Regions from separate parts of the Mus musculus genome. Here all the other regions are linked to region 7. The links are chromatin contacts, called in public promoter capture Hi-C maps. All regions are on one chromosome and are shown on one strand. The core of a region is the stretch at or near the end of the contact, and the rest is flanking DNA. Distances in the headings are between cores, read along the strand shown.

Region 1 (4,123 bases), core at 1,537-4,036, 4.0 Mb before region 7:
GCAAACCGCAAGAGGTTTTTTATTGATCCATCATGTTGGGGACCCTCCTCTCATCACTCAGGCCAGAGACAAAGACCCAGAACAAACAAAGAACACACTTTTTAATACCTTGTAAGAGGCAGATTTAGGCAACAGGATAGCTGGCTTATTCTTTTTTTTTTTTTTAATAAGATTTTTCTCTTCTTTATAGTCTTACTGTACATGTCATCATTAGAGAAAGGTAGTTTCTTCCTTCCAGTTGTCACTGGCTATCACAGAGTAAGCTTAAGGCAGTCAATGATCATGGCTATAACCATTTTCCCAGCCACAGGCTCCGTACTCGCAGAAATTTACTTAGTATCTTATTCTTTTTTTTTAATTAGGTATTTATTTCATTTACATTTCCAATGCTATCCCAAAAGTCCCCTAGCTGGCTTATTCTAATTGGTGTAGCAAGTAACCTTTTTAGGCTTTCCTTGCTTTGTATAGGAAGATTAAGTAACCCTTTGGCCTAGTCGCTCACTCTGCCTGCCCTTGTGGTTTTTTAGCAAAGCAACAGTATGTTTTGAACTTATGGATCAGCTATTAACCTCACAGCTATTAAATCATGGCTATCAGAGTCAGGGGAATTTCAGGGACAAGGTCAGGGTGGTTTGTGGTCTTTCTTAGAATTTAGTGTGGGTCAGGGTAGGGGACTTTCTCTGGGAACTGCTATCTTGTTATGGTTATTTTTCTGAGAACAGCTCATTTTGGTTTGGCAGCTGCAGACTTAGTCATTTTGACCGCTATGGTTCTGAACGTCCCTTCAGGGGAGAAGGGGCTGGGTGGTCTTGAACTTTATTTTGGACTCTACATAACATCACTCACATGCACAATCAAATAAATTTTATTTGCCTCCTAGCATTCAATTTTTGTGTAGGAAGAATTGTAGGACAATTCTGAGGTGATTTTGTCTCAGTGGAAGTCTCCAGAATTATTTCTAGTGAAACAGAAAGTGGCAAAACTGATTTCATGTCCCACTTCCACATTCACTTGAATCCCTTGCCATCCTTTCACCAATCCTCCAACATACCTGGATCCTTAGGTACTGTCTCCTCCCTCTCCACCTTCTAGGTTTCCACAGATAAGCAGGTCTGGGTGATCAGTGAACCCTGCACATGAGAAAAAGAGTATTTAGCAAGCACCTTCATTTCTGGCACAGCACTGTGCTCAGGAGATAAAAAGAAAATTCTACGGCGATCCCCCAATTCTCATGCAGTGTCAGAATACTGAAAATATTTAGGAAGCATTTTCAGTTAGTGTAACTTGAACCTCACTTTCAGTCACAGCTCAGTCAAGTCTCAGGGGCACAAATGGAACTGAATGACTGGGATGAGAATATGATACACTAGAGAGGTTCTGAATTTATTATGGACTAAAAAAGGATGGAAGCTTTACACTGTCAAAGATCTCACAATTGCAGAATAACTTGCCTCTTCCTGAGGAGGAACAAGGGAGGCTGGAAGCAAACTGTTCTCACCCACACAAACCAGAGTGCTGAAATTCTGCAACAAGGCCTTCCCAGAAGGGTCCTGACACTGCCTGTTCTTCTGGAAGTCCACAGTCACACCAGTGGCTGAGAAATGACCACAAAATACAAAACAGCAGTTTAAGTCCTTGTCCTGGTGCACACCTTTAGTCCCAAATGTAGGGATTAAAGGCGTGTGCCAATACCACCTGGTTTATAATGCGCAAACTGTGAAAATACTGTGACCTATACCCTCAAATAGCCTACTGTGCCTTTCCAGGTTCTAGGAACTCAGCACAAAAACACGATTTTCTTTTCTTTCTTTCTTTCTTTCTGTCCTTTTGTTTTTTGTTGTTGTTGAGACAGGAGCTCATCATGTAGCTCTGGCTATCCTGACCTCACCAAGCAGACCAGGCTGGTCTCCAACTCTTTGATCTGCCTGCCTCTGTCCTCCCTCCCCCATGCTGGGATTAAAGATGCATGCCAACAAGCCTGGTGCATTTATAGCAGAATATTGCATTTACATCAGGGAGTGCATGTCTCCGAAGGAAAGGTAATGGTGGGTATAGAGTTTACTTTTAAATGTTAATGGTTAAAACCATATCTATGAAACTCGCAAAAAAATATGCTTTTGGATTCAATTACATTTGCAGCCACTCCTTTCATGACTGCTGTCTAAAAGCTCTCAGCAGATGCCAAGTCACCAAGTATGTTCACGGGTATAACAAGGGAGTTAGCATGGATGAATGTAAATTCCAAGAGCTTTGTCCTTTTCACCTAAATAAAGAGAACTGTTTTGCAAGCATCAAAAGATAAATTCAAATATTCTCCTAGACCACTCTACTATGAATATTTTGGCAATCAGGTGAACAATAAAAAACAAATCAGGATTACTTCAGTTCATATGACCTAAAATTGTGTTGACAAGGGAAGAAACCCACAGCAAAACTTCAGAGCTTGCTTCCTTAGGAACAGCAGAGAAACTGATCACAGCCTGGTCCCCTCCCTCCCCTTTCCCAGCCCCTCAGCTTCTCTGACCTGGGAGGATCCAGGGCGGTAGGGAGGCGGGTCCAGCTGCTGCACTGCAGACTTCCCCACCATTCCCCGCGCGGCGCCCACGTCAGCCCCGAGTTTTACCTTCCCCGAAGTCCACCCTGTGTTCTGACCCCAGGTCTGCACCACATGATTCCCCACGGTGCAGGCCTGCTTGCTCTGCACCTGAACAGGTCATTGACACTCAGGCTTTGGCTCTCAGTACAACTACCCAGGCCTCATCAGCCGGTTCCCAGCTTCCGTTTACGTCACCCCCTAACTCCTCCCACTCTGAACACTTTTCTACATCACACACCCGCCTCAACAGGCCACATCCTCACACCCTCTGTTTCCGGGTAAGTGGCCCCGCCTTACGGAGATAGCTCCCTCCCATTCTGTGTCAAGCTGCCTTCCACACAGCTCCAGATGTCAGGCTGAACAGTCTCCCCTCATGCTTGCTGCCAGCCTAGACCAGAAGTGAGAAGTGGACCTGCTAGGAGGCTGTGCACCCAATGTTTGACACACACAGTGAGTTTTGAACCCTTTATATCCAAGATAGCCTGACACCTGGACTTGACAACCAGCCTCTGGGCTACATAGTTCATACCAAACAGCAACAGGCTCTCCCATCCCAACACACAAACATGAGAAGCCAAAATACTGAAATTCTGACTTAGGGAGAGACATTTAAAGAACTTAAGTCAGAGATCTGGTAGCTTTTGCTACCAGCCCAAGGCAGAATTCACCCCGCAGTGTACTGCTTTCACCACAAGAAGGCAGACTTGCCAGTTCACTAACTCAGAAAGACATTAGCCTTCTATGACTCATACTTAAAGTCCTTTGAGAGAAAATATAGAATTTCTTCCTTCTGTCGTTCCTTCCTTCCTTCTTTCCTTCCTTTTTTAATAGAGTGATGGGTGCAGAGACTCTTGACTATCCTGATAGAGAAAATAAGTAAAACTTAAGCCGTCAGCTACACCATCAATCTCTACCTCTGGGGACACCACCAAGGAAGAAGAGGTGGTTAGGAAATAAGAAGGGAAAAAGGAGGGGAAAGGCTAAGACACGACACAGCATTCTCCAGACCATACAACTATTGTAATCAGTAACCAACAGCAGCTGTCTTTATGTGCACTGGCCTCACACAAGACCACAGTCAGTGTAGGTTAGGGAATGGCACACACAACCTCTCAGATGTTGACTATGGATAGATTCATAGATTCTAGAAGAGTGATGTGCCTTTAGCATATCAGGGTCCAGCACACATCAGGCTCCAAACCCACAGTCTCACAAATGGCTCTGGTTCATCTCAGTGGATCACAAGCAATATGAATAGATATGGACACAGTAGAGTGACTGTTGGAATTGTGAACCAGGATAGTGGAGAGGTAGGAGATGAGAGTGGGCAGTATTTGATGTGAGCGCACAAATGCACACACACATTCTGTGTGTATATACATGTATATGTGAGTGTAAAATAGTTAATAATAGAAAGATTGGGAGGATTCATTCATTCATTCATTCAGGACAGGATTTTGCCATGTAAACCTGTTTTTAAAGGCAACAGTTTAAATGATTACATCAGTCTGTAATTTATTGCTTGGT
Region 2 (3,565 bases), core at 211-2,710, 3.9 Mb before region 7:
CCATCTGTAATGGGAATCCAATGGCCTCTTCTGGTGTGTCTGAAGCCTGCAACAGTGTACTCACATATATAGAATAAAAAAATATTAAAAAAAAAAAAAACTCAGCAAAAGTGTTGGGGTCCAAGAGTTGCCCAACAAACCACACAAACAAATCCTGATCTCTGTAAGCCATCTGATCCTTGATGGTTTTTTGAAGGCACAACCTAAGACTCATAAGTCAGGTAGTAGACTTCAGGGGCTGAGCAACTACACAAATATCTTTTCCTGTAAGCTTATAAAAGGAGGAAAAAAACCCAAAGAACAGAAAGCACAATGAGATCACATTCAGGTGCAGGAAGGGCTCTGCTCTGACTCAAGCCATTTTAGACTAACAGTTCATGTTGACCTTTAATTTGATAGGTCCTACGTAAGGCTTTGTGGAAATTCTTAAGATTAACAAACCTCAAACAGAACATAACAGGATACGTGATCAGCATGACCTTGCTCTGAGTCAAGTTATTTTTCTGTGTCAGTGACTGGCAGGCATGTTACAGCAACAATCTGAAATAGCTGGCATGCATGGAACAAAATGGCTACAGCTATTCTGAGATGGGGCAGACCTCAACAAGAAGACACATTTTTTTTTCTTTTTCTTAGCTGGCTTTCCTTCCTTGATTGTTTGCTTTCTTCCTTTCTTCTTTCCTTCCTTCATTATTTATTCTCTCCTCCTCTTTTTTTTTTTTTTTTTTGTAATTATTTTTATTGTTTTGTTTTTTGAGACAGTGTCTCACCATATAGCTCTGGCTGTCCTGGAACTCACTATATAGCCTTTGCTCCTGAGTGCTGAGATAAAACGTGAGTGTCACCAAGCCTGGCGCCACTCTTTTCACAATTTGCATCACAGATTGCATACGTTCCCGATGGAAAATTAATAGTAGATAGACAGTTTACTTTTAAAACTTAATTTTTACATCCATACCAGTAAAACTCACAACAAACAGTACAATCAAATTCATTTAAGTTTGCAGGAGTTCCTTTCGTGACTAAAAGCTCATGGGGAATCCACCACATGCCACTTTCTTAAATAGAGAAGTGGTAGAATACGGAAGTTAGTATGGATGATTGTAAATTTCAATAGCTTTGTCCTTTCCGTCATAGCAAAGAGAGCTGCGTTTTCAAATATTAACTGATAAATTCAAATATTCTACTAGATCAGCCAGAAGGTCAATAAAAAGAAATAGTATTATTCCAGTTAATATTACTGAAAATTTATCGACGAGGGTCTGACATCCACAGCACAATTTTGAGAGTCGTTATCCTTATGATCAGAGGGGAAATTGATCCCGCTCTGCTCCCCTCCCACTCCTGCCCATTCCCCAGCCCCGCCTCAGCTCCTCGGACCTGGAAGGTTCGAGCGCCTCCCTCCCTTGTCCCCACCCCCACTCCCACTTCCTCTCCCCCATCCCCCGCTGCTGCCTCTGCCAGCTGCTAAACTGCTGACTCTCCCAGGATGCTCAAAAGGTACCTGCGGTATAGGTAAGTTTTCCGGTTCTGCGAGCCCCGCCGTTTCCTCCATACTCAGGTCTCCACCACGCGATTCCACACTGTGCAGCCGCTCTACCCCTCAACCCCAACCCCAGCTCAGTCTTGTACCGGATTCTTGACACTCCAGACTTTGACTTTTTAGTCCCACTTCCCAAGCTAACACACCTTGCTTCCTAGCTTCCCTGGCCTCAGTCTTCTAATCCCACCCACACTACACCCTTCCTCTACACCCAGCCAATGTACCACATCTTCCATCCTCTATTTCTGGGCGAGTGGGCCCGCCCAGCGGAGACCGGCCCCTCCCACTCTGTCTCAGGCTTCTTTCTGCCACAGCTCTTCCCTTCAGGTTGCTCTGCACAGTCTCCCCACACTCTTGCAGCCAGTCTAGACCAGAACTATATCTGGTAGGACCCTGCACCCCGATATCTGATCCCCATAGTGAATTCTGAATCTTTCAGATGCAAAACAGACAACCTAAGATCCCCATCTCACTATCATCCTCTCCACCACATACTGCATACCAAACAACAGGCTAAATTCGGATGCCAGAGTCCCATCCCCAAAACACAAACATGAGAAACCAAAACCAAATACTTCAATTTTGATTTGGAGAGAGACTTTTCAGGAACGTGGATTTGGGGGAGGGGGGAGGTTGTCTCAAGAACTCAGTGGTCAGTGTTGGGGTCCAGCAGTAGCCCTACATGCCACACAAACCCTGATCTCAGTCAGACAAGGACAGATAATTGGATGCATACCCTAAGACTGATCAGAATTTGGGGGCTGAGCTACAACCACAAACACTTCTCAGGACTGGTTTAAGAATGAAAAAAATCACAATGCGCTCATATGCAGGTGCAGGAAGTGCTGACCTGTGGTTTTCTCTGACCCAAGCTATTTTTGCTAGCCAGACAGAGCAGTTCTATCTGACCTTTATTCTGATTGGTCCTAAGTGGAGCATATAATTTTCAAAGTTCTTAAGATTAACCAACTTCAGAACACACAGAAGATAACAGGGTATGTGGAACACGACCCTGCTCTGAGTCAAATTATTTTTCTGTGTCAATGACTAACTGGCATATTACAGAAACAATGTGAAATAGCTGGCAGGCATGGAACAAAATGGCTACAGCTATGTTACAGGGACAGACCTCAACAGTCAGGACTGAATTCATACTTCATTGAACTTCTTTCACCACTAGATGGCGGACATGTCATTTTAGTAAAGCAGAAACAAGTTTGTCTTCATGATTCCAAAAGTGCTTTGAGATAAAACCTAGAACTAACTCTCTCTCTCTCTCTCTCTCTCTCTCTCTCTCTCTCTCTCTCTCTCTCTCTAGTACAGTGGTGTACGCAGAGAATCTTGCACGTCCCAGATGCAGAAAATAAGTAAGGTTTGTGGTCCCAACCCTAGAAAAGTCAGTTTTACAATCCAATGTCTAGCTCTGAGAAGCATGGAGGAAGAAGAGATGGTTAGGAAATAAGAAGGGAGAGAGGGGGAAAGGCTAAGAATTCCAAGTCTAGAGTTCTCTAGACTCCATACAACTACTGCAATCAGTAACCAAGAGCAGCTGTCCTTGCCTGCACTGGCCCCACACAAGACCACGGTCAATCTAGGAAAGGGAAAAGGCTTTACCTCTCAGGCATTGGCAATGGATAGACTGTAGAAGAAGAATCACTGGCTTTAGTTGTCATCCTGTGCTGAGCACATCAGGCTCCTGAACATAGCTTCAAACCCACAGTCTCACAAATGGCTCTGGTTCATCTTAGTGGGTGCCAGGCAATATGAATAGACATGAACAAAGTGACTGTTGGAACTGTGGACCAGGATAGCAGAGAGGTAGGAGTGAGAATGGGCAGTATTTGAAGTGGGCACAGAAACACACAATGCTGTGATATACATGCATTTTATCTTTGTGTGTGTGTATGTGTGAAATAACTAATAATAAAAAAATCGGGGCATTCATTCATGGTAGACAAGGTTTCTCTGTGTGAACCTGTGCTTAAAGGCCCGTGATAACATACCTAGATCAATTAAAAAAAA
Region 3 (3,995 bases), core at 687-3,186, 4.6 Mb after region 7:
AAAGACGTTGGAAGAAGGAAGATTTGCTCTCTCTCCTTCACCTGCTTGCATTGTGGGACTGAACAACTGCTAGATCCTTGGACTTCCATTCACAGCTGCTGCTGACCATTGTTGGGAGTTGGACTACAGACTGTAAGTCATCAACAAATTCCCTTACTATATAGAGACTACCCATAAGTTCTGTGACTCTAGAGAACCCTGACTAGTACAATGTGTTCAAATATATGTGTCTGTACCACAATATGCCTACCAAGACCAGAAATGGTCATCAGGTCTTCTGGAACTAGAGTTACAATTGTGAGCCATGATGTGGGTGCTGGAAATTGAATCCAGGTCCTCTGAAAGAGCAACAAGTACTCTTAATCACTGAGCCATCTCTCCAGCCCCAAGTTAATCTTTAAATTTAAAATAGTGTCTCTGAACTTCTTTGGTATTTGAATTTGTATCTCATTATCTTTTACACTAGAAATCTTTGAAGAAAGTAACATTAAAATGTTTGTACTACAATATATGTAACTTCAAAACCATAGCAACAATGTTATAACTACAAATCACTTAGTGAAACTGAGTGATTCTTAGGTATCTAGGACAGAGCCCTCTGTAGGCACAGAGCCAGAGCATGAAATTCAAACACTGCAGCTATATTCTTTCTTTTGTGTATCTTTCAGTTCCGCTATCAATTTTAATTTGAATTGATTCCTTTCAATTTGTTTTGGACTCTGGAGGGATTTTCTTGTTTTACCTATTCGTTTCATAAGTTTTGAAAACTCACAAGTCTTGCTGTTTCTACCTTTATCTCCTACAGCCATTACCCTCTTTTGAGTAACTATTAAGTTTCTGCAATATTCTTCCATTTTCTCGATATGTGCCTACATATATGTGTATATGTATTTCTACACCTTGCTTTATTCACTCAAGCCAGGACTCATTCCAAAGTAACACATAACTATTAATGTCTGCATCCTCACCAGGAAACAGGATTTCAATGTATATTTCCATTATAAACAAAGTTGATCCTCCTTCTATGGAATATTTTAAGGATCTGTGAACCATCTGTTCACGTCCTTCTCCATTTTCTTTAGTTTTCCAAGGACCCTGCGATGTAAACTACCTAGTGGTGGCATCTGGTCTCTACTGTAACTGTATCCTTATAAATGATCTCAGGCAGGGCACCTACGCTGGGGATTAACCGGGCTCATAAAACCGACTAAGCCTAAATATGACTGTCCCATCTGGGAAGTGCTGAAGAGACTGCCGAGCACCGCTGTTCTTGCTAGAGTACTCCAGAACCCTCACCCGGCTGCCTTCCCGGGGCTTCCAGTCTGCCCACACGCGCAGCCTCCTGGCTCCTCGACTCAAACCCAAAGACGCCCCGGGGCAAAGCCGGCGGCCCCAAGAACGGCGACGGCTTCTAAGTCCCCCTCCCCCGCCCCCAACTTAAAACGAGGGGCGCTTAAGCATGAAGCCGCTGTCTCCCCGTTCCGGCACGATGCGCGGAAGCATCCTGAGCTGTGAGACTGCCTGGAAGAGCCAATCACGCGCTTGTCGGCTCGGATTCCTCCGCCCAGGCCGCGCAGCAGCCGCAGGTGGCCCCGCCGAGCTTGTCCGGCAGCGGCCGTCGTCCCGAGATGCCTCGCGGGTGACCTCCGACCTCGCGGGCCCGCCCTTCTCTCCGGCCGCTTCCCTTCCCAGCCCCGCTGAGCTTGCAGAGCCCCGACGGGGCCGGTGCGGGCTTCCGCGGACTGTCTCCGTGCGGCGGCGGCGTAGTGCCGCTGCCTCTCCGCGCCCCGAGGTCCCGAGCGGGGCCGAGCCGGCCGCCCCTCGCCCCTTCTCTCCAGAGGCGCCCGGCGCGGTGACCGAGGAGGCGCCCGAGAGGCGCGTCTCGGGTGAGTGGGCCACGGGCGGGGTCTCCGCGGCGCGCTCGGGGCGGGGCGCAGTCCGGGCGGGGCGGGGCCGGCGGCAGGGCCGGCTTTCCTCCCTCAGCGCCATTTTGTGGCTGCGAGACCCGCAAATAAAGGTTCTCGCCAGCGCTGCGGCGGGAGGAGCGCGGGGGGGCCGGCGGCGGCGCGGCCTCGGCCTGTGTGACTGGCGGCGCCCGCGCAGCCTCGGGCTGGGAAGGTAGGTGCAGCCCGCAGCGGGAATGGCCACGAGGGCCTGTGGGGCCGGGGAGCGAGGCGCGGCCGCCCTAGACCCGGGGAAATGCACTCCGGGCCGGAAGGGCGACCGGGCCTGCGGCCGTGCAGGTTTCCCGTTAGGCAGAGCGGTTTGCTGCCCGTGGGGATCCTTGCACCGCTTCGCGGCCATTCTACTTCCGTCCCTGACGGCAGGGGACAGGGCGGGCGTTCCCGCGGCCGGGGAGGCGGGGAGGCCGGAGGCCGCCCTCTCGGGGCTGACTGGCCATGCCGGTCCTTTCCCCGCCTCTGTCGCCCCCTCCCACCTTCCAGGGTTCGTCACCGGGGACCCAGAGGTACCCACAGTTCTGTATGGCACAAGTGAAGCATTCTGTTTTGTTTTTTGGGTTTTTTTTTTGTTAAAAACAATTCCGTACCACGTAGTAGCTTGTCTTTGCAACCACGTTCACCTGTGGACTTCCATTTTTACATAAGTGCATGCATTGTGAGAGTAGTTCTTTTTTTTTTTTTTTTTTGACAGCTTAGTGGAATTTTTCGTGAACTTCTAGTCTAGTTTTGGATTTCTGTATGGCTGATTTGACCGTATTTAAAATTGTTTTGCATAAGACAGCGGGTGCACGGTAGAACAAGACCTAAGTTTTCCTCTCTGTGTACATGTTTTATGGGCGTGGGGGGCGGCTAGGCCTTGTGCATGCACGCTAGGCCAGCCTTCTGCCGTTCAGCAATTCCCCGAGCCCACAGTTCTTGGTTTGAGAATGAGGAAGTCAGTTAATTTGACCCCAAAGGACTAAGAATACACTGTAAGCTGGTTGTAAAGATCGGTGAGCCTGTTAAAGCTTCAAGGAGCATGTTATAATCCTCTACGTTTTATTTACGCCTTTTTCATCGTTTTCACGCTCTACCCTAGCCTTTTCATTTAGTTAATTTTATTGTTTGGAAAGATAGGTGGAAGTCACAGATCAGTTACTACAAATTCTACCTTTCTTTCCCTTTAGCTTATGTTTGAGCTTTGGGACTGGAGAGTTGGCTCAGCAGTTTCTCTTCCAGCACCGGAATGATGGCTCTTGACCATCCTTAACTCTTGTTCTGGAATTTTGACTTCCCACTTCTGACCTCAGTGGGTGGCATCAGGCGTGCACGTGATGCACATATATACGTGCAAAACATTCATAAAACATTTTTAAATGCGGTCTGGAGAGAGATGGTTCAGCGGTTAAGAGAACTGACTGCTCTTCCAAAGGCCTGAGTTCAAATCCCAGCAACCACATGGTAGCTCACAACCACCCATAAAGAGATCTGAAGCCCTCTTCTGGTGTATCTGAAGACAGCTACAGTGTACTTACCATATAATAAATTTAAAAATTTTTTAAATGCCTTTTTTTTAAACGCTTTTTTTTCTTTTAAACCAAGCATCATGTTTTCTTATAGGTAAACATGTAGACGATTTGAAACTATTGAAAACAGACATTTTTGAGGTGGCTAGGTTTCACTCATTCATTCACTACTGCTGGGGCAAGTTAGGGGAGGTTGCAGTCTACAGGATGGCTTCTGATATGATTGAAACTGAATTTTAAGGATTTGGGCAGATGGGTTTCTAAGAGTGCTTTAGTTCTTCACTCTTAAACAGATGAGTGTGTTTGTACACTATGTTATGACTTGTATTTTTTGTTTTTGTTTTGGTTTTTTTCTAGTTCATTTTTTTCCTTTTTTTAAATTTCATTTACATTTCCAATGCTATCCCAAAAGTCCCTCACACGCTCCCCCACCCACCCACTCCCACTTCTTGGCCCTGGCGTTCCCCTGTACTGAGGCATATAAAGTTTGCACGACTAATGGGCCTCTCTTTCCACTGATGGCCGACTA
Region 4 (3,675 bases), core at 241-2,740, 4.3 Mb before region 7:
GTTGAAAGTAAATAAATAAATACATAAATACATTCATGAATGATGCCTCCAAAAAGGAAACTGTGAAGGAAAGAGTAAATATCAGAAATAAAAATGTCCCTTTTAATCTAAAGATTTCATTTAACTATGTGAGATGTGAGTCTCATTCACACATAGCTCAGACACAAAGAGAGTCATTCTCCCAGGAATCCTGAAAAGAAAGCTGGAGAGACTGCAAGAAAACTATTGTCTCCCATAGAAACCAGACTGCTACACTTGTCCAAAGGGAGATCTCTGCAAAAATCCCTGTCAGCAGAGTCTAAGCATTCCCACTCCTACAGGATGTCCACAACCACAGGACTTGATGATAACAAACCCTACAATAAAAAAAAAAAAAAAAAAAAAAAAAAAAAAAAAAGCTTGGCCACATATGTAGGTGCAGAGCGCTTTTCTTCAACCACAGAGATCTTTTTTCTGATACAGGAGAGTGATCGTAGTTGTACAAAAGATGCTTTCTAAAACTTTAATCTATACTGGGTTTTCTAATCATAACAATAGAGTGGTCTGATACACTCACATAGCAATAGTGAGCTTGCCTGGCCCTAAGGTGTACCATAAGAACTCAGCATATGAAGACGCACTTCTGAATGCTTTATTTACATCCGAAACTGCATACAACACTAAAGTCTACTTAGTAAATATTAATGTTTACAATCACAACCATAGCATAACATAAAGTATATTTTCTCGTTCAAAAAAAAAAAGAATCTGTACTGGTTCTTCATATGGTTAGTATAAATACAAAGTTCTATTTAGCGAAGTAAAAGGTATTCTCTTGAATAAGCAATTAGTAAAACACGGGTGTTAGAAACATGAATACATTTACGTCCCGTATGCTTTGTGATTGACACAATAGCAAACAGCAGATAATGCAACTGCTCTATCATTTTTAATGAGTTATTTTACAACTGAATATTCTGATAACTGGAGGATAAATGAAAAAAAAAATCATGATAGACCCCCAGTTCACAGGATCTCAATTTCCCGACAACGGTAAGATAACAGAACTGTGAGAGCGGCATCCATAAAAGCAGCTGCGTAAAACACCCCGCTGCTCCGCTCCCTCCCGTTTCCCAGCCCCGCAGCGCCTCTGACCTGGGACCTTCCGGGGCCACCGGGCTGCGGTGCCCGCCGCTGCGCTGCTGACTCTCCCAGGTCCGCAGCCAGGAAACTGCGTCTGAGGAGCTTTCCGGTTTCCGGAGGAAACTGGGGCCGAAAAACCAGCGCTCAGTTCGAGTACACATGGATTACACAGGTAGCAAGGGGAATGGTGGCTTTTCACGTCATTCTGGCCTGGACATTTGGAGCTGGCGACCTAGAAGAGAACGCAGCTGGACGGACTCTACCAACGTAATTAAGGAAGTGAAAGCGGCGGGCCTGAAGGCGTTAGCGCTGTCACGTGACCGGAACCGTGGTGTCCTGGGCGGGGCTAGGGGAGCCGCTCCAAAGATCGTGGCCAGAGACTGGGAACCGCGTCCCCTTAGGTACCTGTTGGAGCCAAGTTGTCTCTACTCCCACTGCGGGCGACTTACCCTGGCCTGGTTCTTTTCGAAGGCCGTAAACTCTCCTCAGATGCGGTTTCCTGTGCTGACCTGGGAGAGTCAGCCATCAGCCGCGCAGCCGCGGGCACCGCAGCCCGGCGGCCCTGGAACCTTGCAGGTCAGAGGAGCTGCGGGGCTGGGAAATGGGCTGGAGCGGAGCAGGGGCTTGTTTTCTGCAGTTGCTCTTAAGGACGCCGCGCTCACAATTCTGCTGTGGATTTTTATCATTGTCAGGAGGTTTGAGATCCTATGAACTGGGTGTATCGTGGTTTGTTTGTTTGTTTGTTTGTTTGTTTCATTTATCTTATGGTTACCAGAATGGTTTCCGAAAATAGTGTCGTAGAACATTTGCAGTACTGTAGTTTGCACACGGGGTTCTCTTTGTTACAGCAGTTACAAAGCTTCTCGAACTTAGATTTCTTAACTCCCTTGACCCATCATTTGCCTACTCAGGAGAGAGTGGCCTCTGGCCTGGGAAATAGGCATTCCCAGAGAGCTTTGTAGATATTAGTCTTATGAGGAACCAGTACACATTTGAGTGAATCAGAAAATATACATTACGAAGCACCAAAATTATGACTGTAAACATTAAGTTTTACTGACCAAAGTTTTGCTCCCCGTTAGAGTTCCATCTTAGATGCATGCTCTCTTTGATGTAAATACAGCATTCAGACATGTGTCTTCATATGCTTAGTTATTAACATCACACCTTACGGCTGAATGAAAATGAGATGATGACTGTCCAAAGGTGTGGCTGAGGAGAAGGTTAATTGTAGGTCATGATAATGCTCAGATTAGCTGGAGAAAACAAACAAACAAACAATTCCACCATTTGAGTAAGGGTTGTTAAATACTAACCAAGAGATGGACTTTGGTCACATGCTCCAGAGCTTTATAAAGACAAACCTATAGGCCACCATACTTTCCCATGCATGAGGTTTTGCAATTTTCTCAAGAACTAAAACTCCCAGCATTCCAAGAAGGTACCTGGTTCTTGCGAAGGTGGTGCTTACACGGTATTTTTGGGTTTTACAGTATGAACCAGAAAACAACCAGAGGCCACTTGAAGAGTCCAGACTGAACTAGGTATGGGGGTCAGGGAGGGACCAAGAGAAAAACCAGGAGCCAGGAAAGCTTCTAGCCAAAAATGTCGACTTTGATGTGTTAATAGGCACTTAAGTTAGCCATTCCTCTTGTGATATAGTCCAGCCCAGTATGCATGCTGTGAGAGGAAGATGTTTTTATAGATAGAAAAGTCAGTATAGAGTTTTTAAAAATAGGAAAGCATCTTTTGAATAACTGTGATTGCTCACTTACATCAGAAAAATGTCTCCTTAGTTCAAGAAAAGCACTGTGTCCACGCACATGTGACCAAACTATTTTTTTTTGTTTTGTTTTATTTTGTTTTTATTTTTGTTTCATAGTTTGTTGTTAGTAGTTTCTCAGACTTTGGACTTCTTGTAGTTGTGAGAACACCTAGACCCTAGAGTCAGGGCTTTTTTTCACAGACCTGTTAGAGAAGTGCAGCAGCCTTGATTCTGTGGGTCAGAATAGTTTTCTTGTAGTCTTCCTTGCCCCTACTAAGAGGTCCTGGGAAAACAACTCTGCATTTGTGTGAACTGTGTATGAATGAGTCTCACATCTCATAGAGTAAAATGAAATCCTCACAGAAAACGAGACTTTGGCATGATATTTTCTCTTTCTTCCTCCATGTCTCCTTTGGACAAGTGTAACCATTTTTCATTTTTGTTTTATGAAAAGTTTCAGGTGCATTCTGAAGAATTTCTTTCCTATATACAGGCCTCCCACTGCTCAGCTAGATCTGCTCACAGCTGAGTAATAATCTACTGTGCAAATGTACTACATGTTCTTTATTTATTCTTCTGTTGAAGGTCATCTAGATTGATTCTAGTTTCTAAATATTGTGAATAAAGCTGCAATGAGCCTGGTTTAGCAAGGGTCCTTGGGTAGATTGAAGTGTCCTTTGGGTATATGCCCTGGACTGAGTAGATCTTGAAGTAGTCTGATTCCCATCAGTTTGAAAAACTGCCACACTGATTTCCTTAGTGGCTGTACAATTTTGCACTCCCTCTAA
Region 5 (3,671 bases), core at 662-3,161, 4.7 Mb before region 7:
GAGAGTGATCACAATTGTACAAAAGATGCTTCTAAAACTTTACATAGTGTTGTCTAATACACTCACATAGCAATACTGAACTTGCTTGGACCTAAGATGTACCATAAGAAATCAGCATAGGAGCCTTACTTATAATAGCCAGAAGCTGGAAAGAACCCAGATGTCTCTCAACAGAGGAATGGATACAGAAAATGTGGTACGTTTACACAATGGAGTACTACGCAGCTATTAAGAACAATGACCATGAAATTTGTAGGCAAATGGATAGAACTAGAAAATATCTTCCTGAATAAGGTAACCCAGTCACAAAAGAATACACATGGTATGCACTCACTGATAGGTGGATATTAGTCTAGAAGCTCAGAATACCCAAGATACAGTTCACAAACCACATGAAATTCAAGAATAAGGAAGACCTAAGTGTGGATACTTTAGTCCTTCTTTGAAAGGGGAACAAAATACTCATAGAAGGAGTTACAGAGATAAAGTGTGGAGCAGAGACTGAAGGTATGACCATCCAGAGACTGTCCCACCTGGGGATCCATCCCATATACAGTCATCAAACGTAGACACTATTGTGGATGCCATCAAGTGCTTGCTGACAGAAGCCTGTTAGAGCTGTCTCCTGAGAGGCTGTGCCAGTGCCTGACAAATATACAGGTAGATCCTCGAAGTCAACCCCTGGACTGAGCACAGGGTCCCCAATGGAGGAGCTACCGAAAGGACCCAAGGAGCTGAAAGAGCTTGCAGCCCCATAGGAGAAACAATATGAACTAACCAGTATCCCGAGAGCTCCCAGAGACTAAACCACCAACCAAAGAGAACATACACATGGTGAGACTCAAGGTTCCAGCTGCATATGTAGCAGAGGATGGCCTAGTTGGTCATCAATGGGAGATGAGGCCCTTGGTCCTATGAAGGTTCTATGCCCCTGTGTAGGGGAATGCCAGGGCCAGGAAGTGGGAGTGGGTGGGTTGGGGAGCAGGGGGTGAGGCGGTGTATTCGGAGGAGAAACCAGGAAAAGGGATAACATGTGAAATATACATAAAGAAAATATCTAGTAAAAATTAGGCAATTTAAAAAATAAATCAGCATATGAAGACGCATTTCTGAATGCTTTACTTACATCCTAAACTGCATACAACTCAGACGAATAATTCATGGGCAATAAAAAGTATGCTTAGTAAATAGTAATGTTTACAATCATAGCCGTAGCATAACACAAAGTATATTTTCTCGTTCAAAAAAGTGTGCACTGGTTCTTCATATGATTACTATATACACAAAGTTCTACATAGCAGGGTAAAACGTATCCTCTTGAATAAGCAATTAGTAAAACACAGGAGTTAGAAAATATGAATAAATTTACATTCCGTAAGCTTTGTGATTGACACAATAGCAAACAGCAGATAATACAACTGGTCTATCATTTTTAATGAGTTATTTTACGACTGAATATTCTGTTAACTGGAGGATAAATGAAAAAAAACCATGATAGACCAACTGTTCATAAGATCTCAACTTCCTGACAACTGTAAGAGATCCACATCAGAACTGTGAGAGCGGCGTCCATAAAAACAGCTGCGGAAGCCCCCCCCCCCCCCCCACCTCCCCGCTCCGCTCCCTCCCGTTTCCCAGCCCCGCAGCGCCTCTGACCTGGGACCTTCCAGGGCTGCGCTGCTGACTCTCCCAGGTCCGCAGCCACAAAACAGAGTCTGAGGAGCTTTCCGGTTTCCGAAGGAAACTGGGGCCGAAAAACCAGCGCTCAGTTCGAGTACACATGGATTACACAGGTAGCAAGGGGAGTGGTGGCTTTTCACGTCATTCTGGCCTGGACATTTGGAGCTGGCGACCTAGAAGAGAACGCAGCTGGACGGACTCTACCAACGTAATTAAGGAAGTGAAAGCGGCGGGCCTGAAGGCGTTAGCGCTGTCACGTGACCGGAACCGTGGTGTCCTGGGCGGGGCTAGGGGAGCCGCTCCAAAGATCGTGGCCAGAGACTGGGAACCGCGTCCCCTTAGGTACCTGTTGGAGCCAAGTTGTCTCTACTCCCACTGCGGGCGACTTACCCTGGCCTGGTTCTTTTCGAAGGCCGTAACTCTCCTCAGATGCGGTTTCCTGTGCTGACCTGGGAGAGTCAGCCATCAGCCGCGCAGCCGGGGGCACCGCAGCCCGGCGGCCCTGGAACCTTCCAGGTCAGAGGAGCTGCGGGGCTGGGAAATGGGCTGGAGCGGAGCAGGGGCTTGTTTTCTGCAGTTGCTCTTAAGGACGCCGCGCTCACAATTATGCTGTGGATTTTTATCATTGTCAGGAGGTTTGAGATCCTATGAACTGGGTGTATCGTGCTTTGTTTGTTTGTTTGTTTGTTTTCATTTATCTTATGGTTACCAGAATGATTTCCGAAAATAGTGTCGTAGAACATTTGCAGTACTGTAGTTTGCACACGGGGTTCTCTTTGTAACAGCAGTTACAAAGCTTCTCGAACTTAGATTTCTTAACTCCCTTGACCCATCATTTGCCTACTCAGGAGAGAGTGGCTTATGGCCTGGGAAATAGGCATCCTCAGAGGGCTTTGTAGGTAGAAGTAAAAAGAGGAACCAGGGCAGACTTGACTGACTCAGAAAGTAAGGGTCCAGACTTAACCAGGATGTGATTGGAAAGAGAGAGGTGGAGTTGGACAAAGGAAGAGAAGGGAAGAGAGAATAGGGGGCAAGAGAAGAAGCGGGAGCCAAGAAAGCACCTAGCCAAAGTTGTCTCCTTTGATACTGTTTGGTTTTGGATGCCAGGACAATGGACTGAGGTGCATATTTTAAATATCAAAGCAGACCTGACCTCAGGGTTCTACCAACCTGAGAGGCCCTGCCCTCAATCCTAACTTTTCAGCCCAGGGTCCTGGTTGCCCTTCCACTAGAGGTGCCTCCCTATATAATCCAAACGTTTTGGTCTCTATCTCTCTTCCTCCTCTTCTTCTTCCTCTTCCTCCTCTACTGTGGATGGGCCTGTTCTTGTGAACCAGTCCCCTAATGAATATAGGAGCCAATCACTGGGTGAGTACATGGGACTTTCAGGTTGGACATAGGAAGAGAGTAAACAAGAGAGAGTCGGGTCCTTTTGGAACCAAGACAGCATATGGGTAAGATGTAGCTGCTTGAGTGTCCCAGTATCATGGCAGATCCACAAGGATCAACCACTAGAAGAATAAGAGTACAAGGCTTACAAGATTAGGTTTTCAGGGTTGTGCCCAGAGATTGAGTTACTATTGTTTCTGAATTAAGTTTGTGTTGCATTATCCTTCACATAGTGGCTTGCATGGGTTCAAGAAAGAAAGGTACAGCAGCAAAGCGAGGGTTTGCCAGATGTGTACCACAAACGATGTGGGGGACTTAAAGCACAGGGTTGCTGTGGTAACAACCTGCCAGTGGGAACCTAGAGAGCTGGGTTGCAAGATTGTGGAGCTTGGAATCAGAGTCTCCAAGAGCTAAAAACAGGTTGACCATTGCACGCCAGTGCATGGCAGGCCAGGCCACCTGGGCAGAGACACAAGTGCCGAAACATGCCAGTTTGTTTTTTAATATTTCCCACAACACTCCTCCTCCTCCTTCTCTTTCTCCTCTTTCTTCTATTCCTCCTTCTCCTTTTCTTATTTCTAGAAGCCTGTTATTTTTCGCAT
Region 6 (4,008 bases), core at 1,000-3,499, 3.9 Mb before region 7:
ATCAGTGAGCCCTGCACATGAGAAAGAGATTCCTCAGAAAGCACCTGGATTTCTAACATGTGCTCAGTAGGTTAAGAGAAACGAAATTGAGGATTCTACAGTGAACCCTTCCCACTGTCACATAGTGTTGGAGTACTGAAAATATTCAAAAAAATATTTTCAGTTACCACAACTTGAACCACACGTCCAATCACAGCCCAGTTTAATCTCAGAGGCAGAAATGGACCTGAATGACTGGGATGAGAATATTATATACTAGTGAGGTTCTAAATTTATCCTGGATTAAAAATTATGGAAGCCTTATACTCACAAAGGAACACCCCAAAGAAGAGAAAGCATTTCCTGAAATCGGTCTTTGTTCCTGTGAGGATTTCACCTTACTCAGTAGAATGTGAGACTCATCCACAGAAATCTCACATACTTGCAGTCTAATTTGCCAAGAACCCAAAGGAGGAGCAAGGGAGACAGCAAGAAAACTATTTTCACCCACAGAAATCAGAGTTCCAATTCTGCAACATGCAGTCTGTACAGAGCCCTCTGAGCAGAGACCAGGCATTGCCCCTCCTCCTGGGAGAAGTCCAGAGTCACACCACTGATTGTCAACAGACCACAAAATAAAAGATAACAGTTTGAACATTCCTGCTGGTGCACAACTTTAATGTGAGCACTGAGGAAATAGAGGTGGGTAGAAATCTATGAATTCCAGTCCAGCCTGGTCTACAATGGTGACTTTTCCATAACAGTTTAGTCATGTGTCCATGGGCAGAATGCTTTTCTTGAACCATTAACAAAACAAGATTGCAGATATTTTCTGATGTAGATGAGTTATAATTATTCACAAGATTATTTCTAATATTGTCATATACTATAATTAATGCCTTTTAATTTTGTTTCATTCTCTCTGTCTCTTTCTTTTTGCTGCAAAACTGGGTTTCTCTGTGCAGCCTTGGGTTTCCTTAAACTCATTCTGTAGACCAGGCTGGCAAAGAACTCCACCTGCCTCTGCCTCTGGAGTGTTGGGAATATAGGTGTGTACCACCACCAAATGCTGTCTAACTGTGAAAACCCTGTAGCCTGATTCCCTCAAACAGCATACTGTGATTTTCCAGGCTCTAATTTGCAACATTAAGAACTCAGAAGAAGACAAAAAAAAATTTTTTTTGTCTGACTTGCCTGCCTTCCTTACTTTTTTTCTCTCCTTCCCTCCCTCTTATCCATCCTTCCTTCTTCCTTCCCCTTGTTTGTCTTGTTGTTGTATTTATATTTAAGTTTTTGGAGACAGGGTCTCACAATGTAGCTGTGGTAGTCCTGGAACTCACGATGTAGATCAGGTTGGCCTACAAACTCAGTGAGATCCATCTGTCTTTGTCTCCTGACTGCTGAGATAAAAGATGAGTGTCACCAAGCCTGGCGGCACCCTTTTCACAACGCTATATTTACATCACAGAGTGAATACACAGAGTTTTAGATGAAAAATTAATGGTGGATAAAACGTTGACTTTTAAAAGTTAATGTTTACATCCATACCTGTGGAACTCACAACAAATTGTACTCTTAATTAAATTTGCAGGTGTTCCTTTCATGACTAATATCTAGAAGCTTTCATGGAATCATAGTCCCTAGGTCCATATGCCACTCTCTTGAATAAGGAAGTGGTAGCACACGGAAGTTAGTATGGATAATCGAAAATCTCAAGAGCTTTGTCCTTTCCACCATAGCAAAGAGAACCGCGTTTGCAAATATCAACCGATAAATTTAAATGTTCTACTAGGTTATTCGTAGGAGAATATGTGGAGGGTAGAAGATCAATTAAAAATAGCACTATTCAGTCAATATTATTGAAAAATGTATCGACGAGGGTAAGACATCCAACAGCACAGTTTTGAGAGCTGTCATCTTTATGAGTTGCGGAGACATTGATCATGCTCTGCTCCACTCCCGCCCGTTCTGCAGCCCCGCAGCTCCTCTGACCTGGAAGGTTCCAGGGCCGCCAGGCTGCTGTTCCCGCCGCGGCGCTGCTGACTCTCCCAGGACGCCCCGCCTGGCACCTGTAGCTTTGGGGGTTCACGGGTCCCGCGAGACCCCGGCCGTGTGCTCTGCAGGCAAGTCTGCACCACGCGACTCCACACAGTGCAGACCCTAGGCCGGAAACGCGTTCTTAACACTTTAGGCTCTGACTATTTAGCCTCAATTCCTTAGGCTCACACACATTGCATCTCAGTATCCCTGCTGGTCACTCCTCTAAACTCGCCCACTCCACACCCTTCCTCTACACCCAGCCAATGTGTAACATCCTCCCATCCTCTGCTTCCGGGTGAGTGGCTCCGCCCCACGGAAATCAGTCCCTCCCACTCGGTCTCAGGCTTCCTCCCACAGATCCAGCTGTAAGGCTGACCTGGCCTTGATCTGCACGGTCTTCCCACCTGCTTGTTGCGAGCCTGGACCAGAACTGGATCTGATATGACGCAGCATCCCGGTATCTGACCCCCATAGTGAGTTCTGAACCCGTCAGATACAAAATAGGCATCCTAACACCCCCATTGGACTATGAGCCTCTGGGCCATATAATATATACCAAAGAGCAAAACAGGCTAAATTCAGATGCCAGAATGCCATCTATTAAAATGCAAACGTGAGAACTCAAAACCATATACTGCAATTTTGATTTGGGGAGAGACTTTTCAGGAACGTGGAACATAGTCTTCGTTTTAAAATAAAGAAAAATCCTACCTGATAAACAGCTTAAAGGAAGAAGCCATTGAAAAGTCCTACCCGCCTATGATGTCTATGAACCACATCAGTGGTCCCCAGTTACCTTTGCATAATTTTAGTTTAATATAAATTGCGGTGTTTTAAGATTTAAACTTCATTAAAAGCTTTTGCAAGTTTCTTAACTTTATGTTTCCATTACTTACACAGTTGTGATTTGTAAGTAGACCTCTGGGGAGTTAACATTTTCTTATACTATAATTGCATGGATTTTCAGAAAAACCAAGATGAAACAAATAATTGAGAAATCAGTAATCAGCTTTAGGGTGCAACTCAGAGTACATGTTTCTGTTTTTAAATATTTTTTCTCAGAAATTGATGAAGAAGAATTTAATGCACTCAGATTCACAATACTTGGGTAAACTAATGTACCATAATGAAGATTACTGTTTTGATGACCCAGACTTTGTAATATTAAAGGCTCCATTTAAAACATCAAAGGCCTTTTCTTTCTTTCCGGGGGGTGGGGGGAAAAAGAGAGAGAGAGAGAGAGAGAGAGAGAGAGATAGAATCACTAGATTCTTCAAAAGTTATTGATGTAAAGCAAATATTCTGCCAGATGTCAGAGTTTCTAGATGATTTGAGGCAGGTCTGCAGTGGACAGCTATTGCTTATTTCTTTCCTCCATTGTCTGAGTTCCACACACTGTTGTGTTTCTTAACTTTCCTTTTACAGTTATTCTCAAGTCAACTCTCTACAATGACTCCTGAGATCATTTACCAGAAGGGTATCAGTGTATCCTCCACTGAGAAGAAAATGAAGGATGTAATATGAATGAATACCTACATATAAGGAAGGCAATTACAGAACAATGCTACTTCATGGACTCACATTAGGTTTATATTTGTAAAAAAAAAAAATTCCAATCTGACATCAGCATAGTCAAGTAAATTTTGTTTTATACTAGTGTTAAGTCACTGTAATTCAGATACAATAAGGTGCAATGTCTTCTAACAGTTACAACAGGCAGGACACCTGTTGTGTCCTGCTCATTCACTTGCCCACCATGGTTGTGGCTATATCATCTCCATGTTTCTGGGCAATCTCATTTGCCTCAGACAGGTGACCAGATCTAACTTGAATGTAATAATCCATGTGTTCTCTGAGGTAGCCCATGACTAATGAAAGAATATTTAGAAAGAACACAAACGTCTATCACAGTACTGTACTCAGTATATGAAGAAAAGACAGAATAGAGAAATCTAAGGAATGATTTTCCAAATTCTATTTTCTGATCAG
Region 7 (3,710 bases), core at 574-3,073:
CAACTGGAGACATTCATTATAAAGACATTCAGTGGAAAGGTTTCAATGTGGGCAGTAAATTAGAAATATAAACATTATACTGTACTTATTTAATATATTGTGTAACGATTAAAAATGAGGACATAGCCCTAAAAAAATGAATGAAAAAAAAAACCTGCCCCACTGATCTTGTATTCTTGATAAACAATAAGCCTTTTGACAGCTAAGAGTGCTCTGAACATAATGGCAGGAGGAATCTTTATAGAACCCACTGTGTTTGTTGCTATTTTAGGTGTGTGGTCAGAGGATTCTCTGTAGGGGTGACATTTGAGTTAAGAAAATGACAGGAAGAAGTAAGCAAACAAAACACAAAGCTGTGGAACAATTTTGCAAGGAGGGTTTTGTTTTGTTTAAAAAAAAATAAGTAAAGGTACGGTTAACGATGCTGAATAAATCGCGCCAACTTCTAGGAGCCTTATGAAAGCTTCGGGGCCATTAAAGGGCGAGAATGTTAATGAGGTCCCAGAGTTAGGTAAGGAGTTTAGTGGTTACTCCAAGTACAGTTGGTTTTCACAGGGCGTTGTAAAACAGGAGTGGAACGTAGTGGATGTAATACAATCGACCTCTTAAAAACACTGCACTTCGGGTTTACTTCTTTGAACGTAGAATTTCCTTATCGATCGAACATCATCCCTTTCTCCTCTTTCGCCCAGGATATTTGTACAGGTTTAGATTTTGTTTGCACGGGTTGACAGCCTGGGAGGAGGAGTGTGTGACAGTTGGCTCGCGCAGTGAGGCCAAGGCCTAGCCAAGTCGCCGCAGGGGACGAAGCAGTGAGTGGGGAGGAAAGAGGAGCTGTGGCTGCGGTTGGGAGGGATGGGGGAGCCTCTTCGCGGGGTGTTGACTTCCGGCAGTTGGAGAAACAGGAGCTAGCAGGAGCTAACGCGGTCTCTACGTGTCTCGTAGGCTGCCGGGGACCGCCCCGATTTGGCACCGGAAACAATGGGGCCCGAGGCAAAGGCGCGAGTACTAGGGGAAGGGGGAACTTGGCTCCCTCCGGTCTAGCCCCGCGGAATCAGGCCGTGTACCCTGAAGGCTGGGAGCAGCCAACTGCTGGTGTCGAGTAAGGACAGGACTAGGCAGGCGGGCCTCTCTGCACACAACCTCTGCGCGCACGGTCCGTTCTCCTACACCCCGCTCCGGGTTTTGAGATCTGCTCGCAGTTCTAAGCCCAGCCCTAAGCAAAGGGCACCGATCGACTCCCGGGCCCCTCCCTTCCTCTGGCCTCCGGCTTTGCTGCAGCAGCAGCTGCTGCAGGGCGTTCTGCTAAAGGAGGGAAGTCGGGCCGACCACCGCCGCAGGGCTTGCTCCGGCGGTTAAGAAGAGCGCCGCCCCGGGCTAGCCCAGCGTAGAGGCCGACCCACCCTGGGCCTTGTCTTGCTTTCAGAACGCGAAGGGCGACAACCCCTCTGGCGACAGCATCACCGGCCGCATTTCCGGGCTCAGTACTGGGGTGGCCGCACCCGAAACACGGCCGGATGCAGTAGTAGGTGTACCAGTTGTCTGAACCGGGGTACTACAGCTCTGCGGCACAGACAGCGCGGCGGCTAGAAGTGAGCTCCGGGGGTGGGGCTCTAAGCCCCGCCCCAGCACTGCGCTCCTCCCCGCCGCCCCTGGGCGGAGTGGGCCTAGGGTTGAGCGATGCTTAGCGTCCACGCCTCAGTGGGTCTTTTGCAGCAGTTGCGAAAACCCGGAACGAAGGTGTTGTTGCCGTGCGGCGGAGCGGCGCCGCCCCTCGCCGCACCTCCCCGGCAGCCCTCGGAGGCCTTTGCTGGGCATGCTCAGTCGTCAGGACCGCTTCGGCTCTCGGAGTAGGAAGCTTGGGGCGCTGGGCTGGTAAGGACCCGCGGCGGGGCGAAGATGGAGTCCTTTACCAATGGTGAGTGGCTAGCCCGAGTCGCGGATTCCCGGGCTCTCAGGGTCCAGAGGGTCAGATGTGGCAAGGGGGTCAGGCTGCAGGCATCCCTGCCAAGGGTTTCCCAGGCGGGCCGGGGGGCGGCAGAGGGGCCAGGGTCGGCTGGGGCAGGCGTGAAGGTCAGCCCTCTCCCGGGGGCCAGCCCCGAACCTCCAGGTGAGGTAGTCGGCAAAGTTTGGGATGCTTGCGCGGTGGAGGGGGCGGCGGCAAAGTTGGCAACGGCGTTGGTCCTGGGGGAAGCGGCCGCGGCCAGGAGAAGCTGCGGCCCCGGCGAAAGCCTACTCGTGCGGGGAGCCTGGAGCTGTCCGCCCGTCCTTCACCGAGCTGTCCGCATGCCTTTCCGTAACAGGGCGGGGTGGGGCCGCGGCTGGCAGCGTGATTTAGTGCACTGCAGGGAAGGAAACTTACCGGGGGCTGGCTAGTACTGCTCGGTGTGGCGAAGATGCCGCCCCGCATTGCCACCCGTCTGCCTACCGCTGCTCCGCAGGTCGACCAAACTTCTTTTTACCAGCTAGTGATGTTTGATCTTCTAGTTAGAGATCCATTGAATATCAATGGCCCTTGTTGGGCTTATATCATAAGGTGGCATGGGTGTGTGTGTGTGAAAGTCAAAGCAGTCTGTGTCCAGAAAATAGCCACGGCCCTTTACTTCATGGCTTTTGTCTGGGCTTGTAGTGCTTGAGTCTCAATATAGAGGTGAGATGATGTCTCACCATTTTATGGTGTTTAAATATATGGATTCCACTTTAGGATGGAAAGTAGGAAAACTGCTAATAAAGGGTAGGGCTTAATGAGATTAGAGGATCCACTTTCTACTTGGCATGTGTTTCCAGTGTGGTTGGTTACTTCAGGTAGGTAGAAAGTCAGATTAATGGGAGAGAAGCATATTATTGTTGGGAGGGGGGTCGCATGCCACTTAAGGAACTGGGAAGGGGGAGGGGACACCCACTCTATCCACTCTAATGCCTAGGCTGGACTTTGTTGTGTTCTTTAACATTGTTTACCACATCGCTGGAGCTGTGACCTACTCATTATGTTCTCCTTTTCCCTAATTCGGGATGCTTTATTCTCCTGCCATCTTTCTGTCTGCAGTGTTTAATTAGGCTTAGTAATGACAGCTTTAACTCCAAATTTCTTTCTCATATGTGTTCTATTTGTAATTACCAAGTTTCTAAGAATAGTCTGGTAAACTTACTCAGAGAATTAAGGAAGATTTGAACTGAAAGGCACCATAGAGACCATCTAGGATTTGAGTGTAAAATGTGCTTAAAAGAGGTATAAAATTTTCCAAGACGTTTTCTTCCTTCTAGGCAGAATTATTGGAGCCTCCTTGTTTTAAATATGTAGGTAAGATTTTTAATTATGAAATCTTACCCAATTGAAAACAAGAATGAGTCATTTATTTAGTCAGGTTTTTCCCTGGTTGATTTGTTGAACTTCCCCCCTACATAATTAAAGTACATTTTCACACCATAAAGTTAAAATCTTTTCTCCTCCCATAGAATATCCTCCTTTAGATATATTTACAAACTGTCTCATTTGGGAAGACCATGGAGAAATCCTAGAGAAAAGAGGCAAAAGGTCAACTTTTCTAGTTCTTTTCTGTCTACCAGTTTTTCACAGTTGGTGTTGAAGGCTGATTGGCAATGTGTCATTTCAGTTAATGCTGTCCTCCTTTAAGAAGGAAAGCAGGAACTACATATAACTCTGATACTGCTAATTTAAGGTGCTTTGAAGACTTTAAGGCGGAATAGGT

What was found. Promoter capture Hi-C pulls out the DNA fragments that hold promoters and counts their contacts.
Region 1: a promoter capture Hi-C map of pre-B cells shows a contact between it and region 7. The contact joins the promoter of Zfp983 here to the promoter of Lnpep in region 7. A contact is called at or near these places in 2 of 39 promoter capture datasets (cranial neural crest and pre-B cells).
Region 2: a promoter capture Hi-C map of pre-B cells shows a contact between it and region 7. The contact joins the promoter of 9330136K24Rik here to the promoter of Lnpep in region 7. A contact is called at or near these places in 4 of 39 promoter capture datasets (cranial neural crest, frontonasal cranial neural crest, pre-B cells and 1 more).
Region 3: a promoter capture Hi-C map of the HPC-7 cell line shows a contact between it and region 7. The contact joins the promoter of Wtap here to the promoter of Lnpep in region 7. A contact is called at or near these places in 2 of 39 promoter capture datasets (the HPC-7 cell line and pre-B cells).
Region 4: a promoter capture Hi-C map of pre-B cells shows a contact between it and region 7, with 5 times the contacts expected there. The contact joins the promoter of Zfp942 here to the promoter of Lnpep in region 7. A contact is called at or near these places in 2 of 39 promoter capture datasets (liver and pre-B cells) and 1 of 484 Hi-C or Micro-C datasets (pre-B cells).
Region 5: a promoter capture Hi-C map of pre-B cells shows a contact between it and region 7, with 5 times the contacts expected there. The contact joins the promoter of Zfp758 here to the promoter of Lnpep in region 7. A contact is called at or near these places in 2 of 39 promoter capture datasets (cranial neural crest and pre-B cells) and 1 of 484 Hi-C or Micro-C datasets (B cells).
Region 6: a promoter capture Hi-C map of second pharyngeal arch cranial neural crest shows a contact between it and region 7. The contact joins the promoter of Zfp53 here to the promoter of Lnpep in region 7. A contact is called at or near these places in 4 of 39 promoter capture datasets (cranial neural crest, frontonasal cranial neural crest, pre-B cells and 1 more) and 1 of 484 Hi-C or Micro-C datasets (B cells).

Annotation. Positions count from the first base shown.
Region 1 is chr17:21,649,274-21,653,396 of GRCm38.p6, reverse strand. Zfp983 (zinc finger protein 983) reads right to left here and starts at 2,786. Exons shown (of 7, transcript NM_001357098.1): 1 at 2,525-2,786; 2 at 1,452-1,594; 3 at 1,052-1,130.
Region 2 is chr17:21,533,773-21,537,337 of GRCm38.p6, reverse strand. It overlaps 9330136K24Rik (RIKEN cDNA 9330136K24 gene), which reads left to right and starts at 1,460. Exons shown (of 3, transcript NR_131123.1): 1 at 1,460-1,515; 2 at 2,867-2,910. It overlaps Zfp52 (zinc finger protein 52), which reads right to left and starts at 1,799. Exons shown (of 5, transcript NM_144515.2): 1 at 1,505-1,799.
Region 3 is chr17:12,990,200-12,994,194 of GRCm38.p6, reverse strand. It overlaps Wtap (Wilms tumour 1-associating protein), which reads left to right and starts at 1,936. Exons shown (of 8, transcript NM_001113533.1): 1 at 1,936-2,118.
Region 4 is chr17:21,960,279-21,963,953 of GRCm38.p6, reverse strand. It overlaps Zfp942 (zinc finger protein 942), which reads left to right and starts at 1,490. Exons shown (of 6, transcript NM_001199048.1): 1 at 1,490-1,698. It overlaps Zfp943 (zinc finger prtoein 943), which reads right to left and starts at 1,395. Exons shown (of 4, transcript NM_001025373.2): 1 at 1,135-1,395.
Region 5 is chr17:22,359,693-22,363,363 of GRCm38.p6, reverse strand. Zfp758 (zinc finger protein 758) reads right to left here and starts at 1,911. Exons shown (of 3, transcript NM_001347330.1): 1 at 1,657-1,911. The coding sequence starts at 1,782. It overlaps Zfp944 (zinc finger protein 944), which reads left to right and starts at 1,964. Exons shown (of 6, transcript NM_176962.4): 1 at 1,964-2,196.
Region 6 is chr17:21,487,229-21,491,236 of GRCm38.p6, reverse strand. Zfp53 (zinc finger protein 53) reads right to left here and starts at 2,249. Exons shown (of 5, transcript NM_013843.3): 1 at 1,972-2,249; 2 at 1-11.
Region 7 is chr17:17,622,602-17,626,311 of GRCm38.p6, reverse strand. It overlaps Lnpep (leucyl/cystinyl aminopeptidase), which reads left to right and starts at 1,823. Exons shown (of 18, transcript NM_172827.3): 1 at 1,823-1,918. The coding sequence starts at 1,900.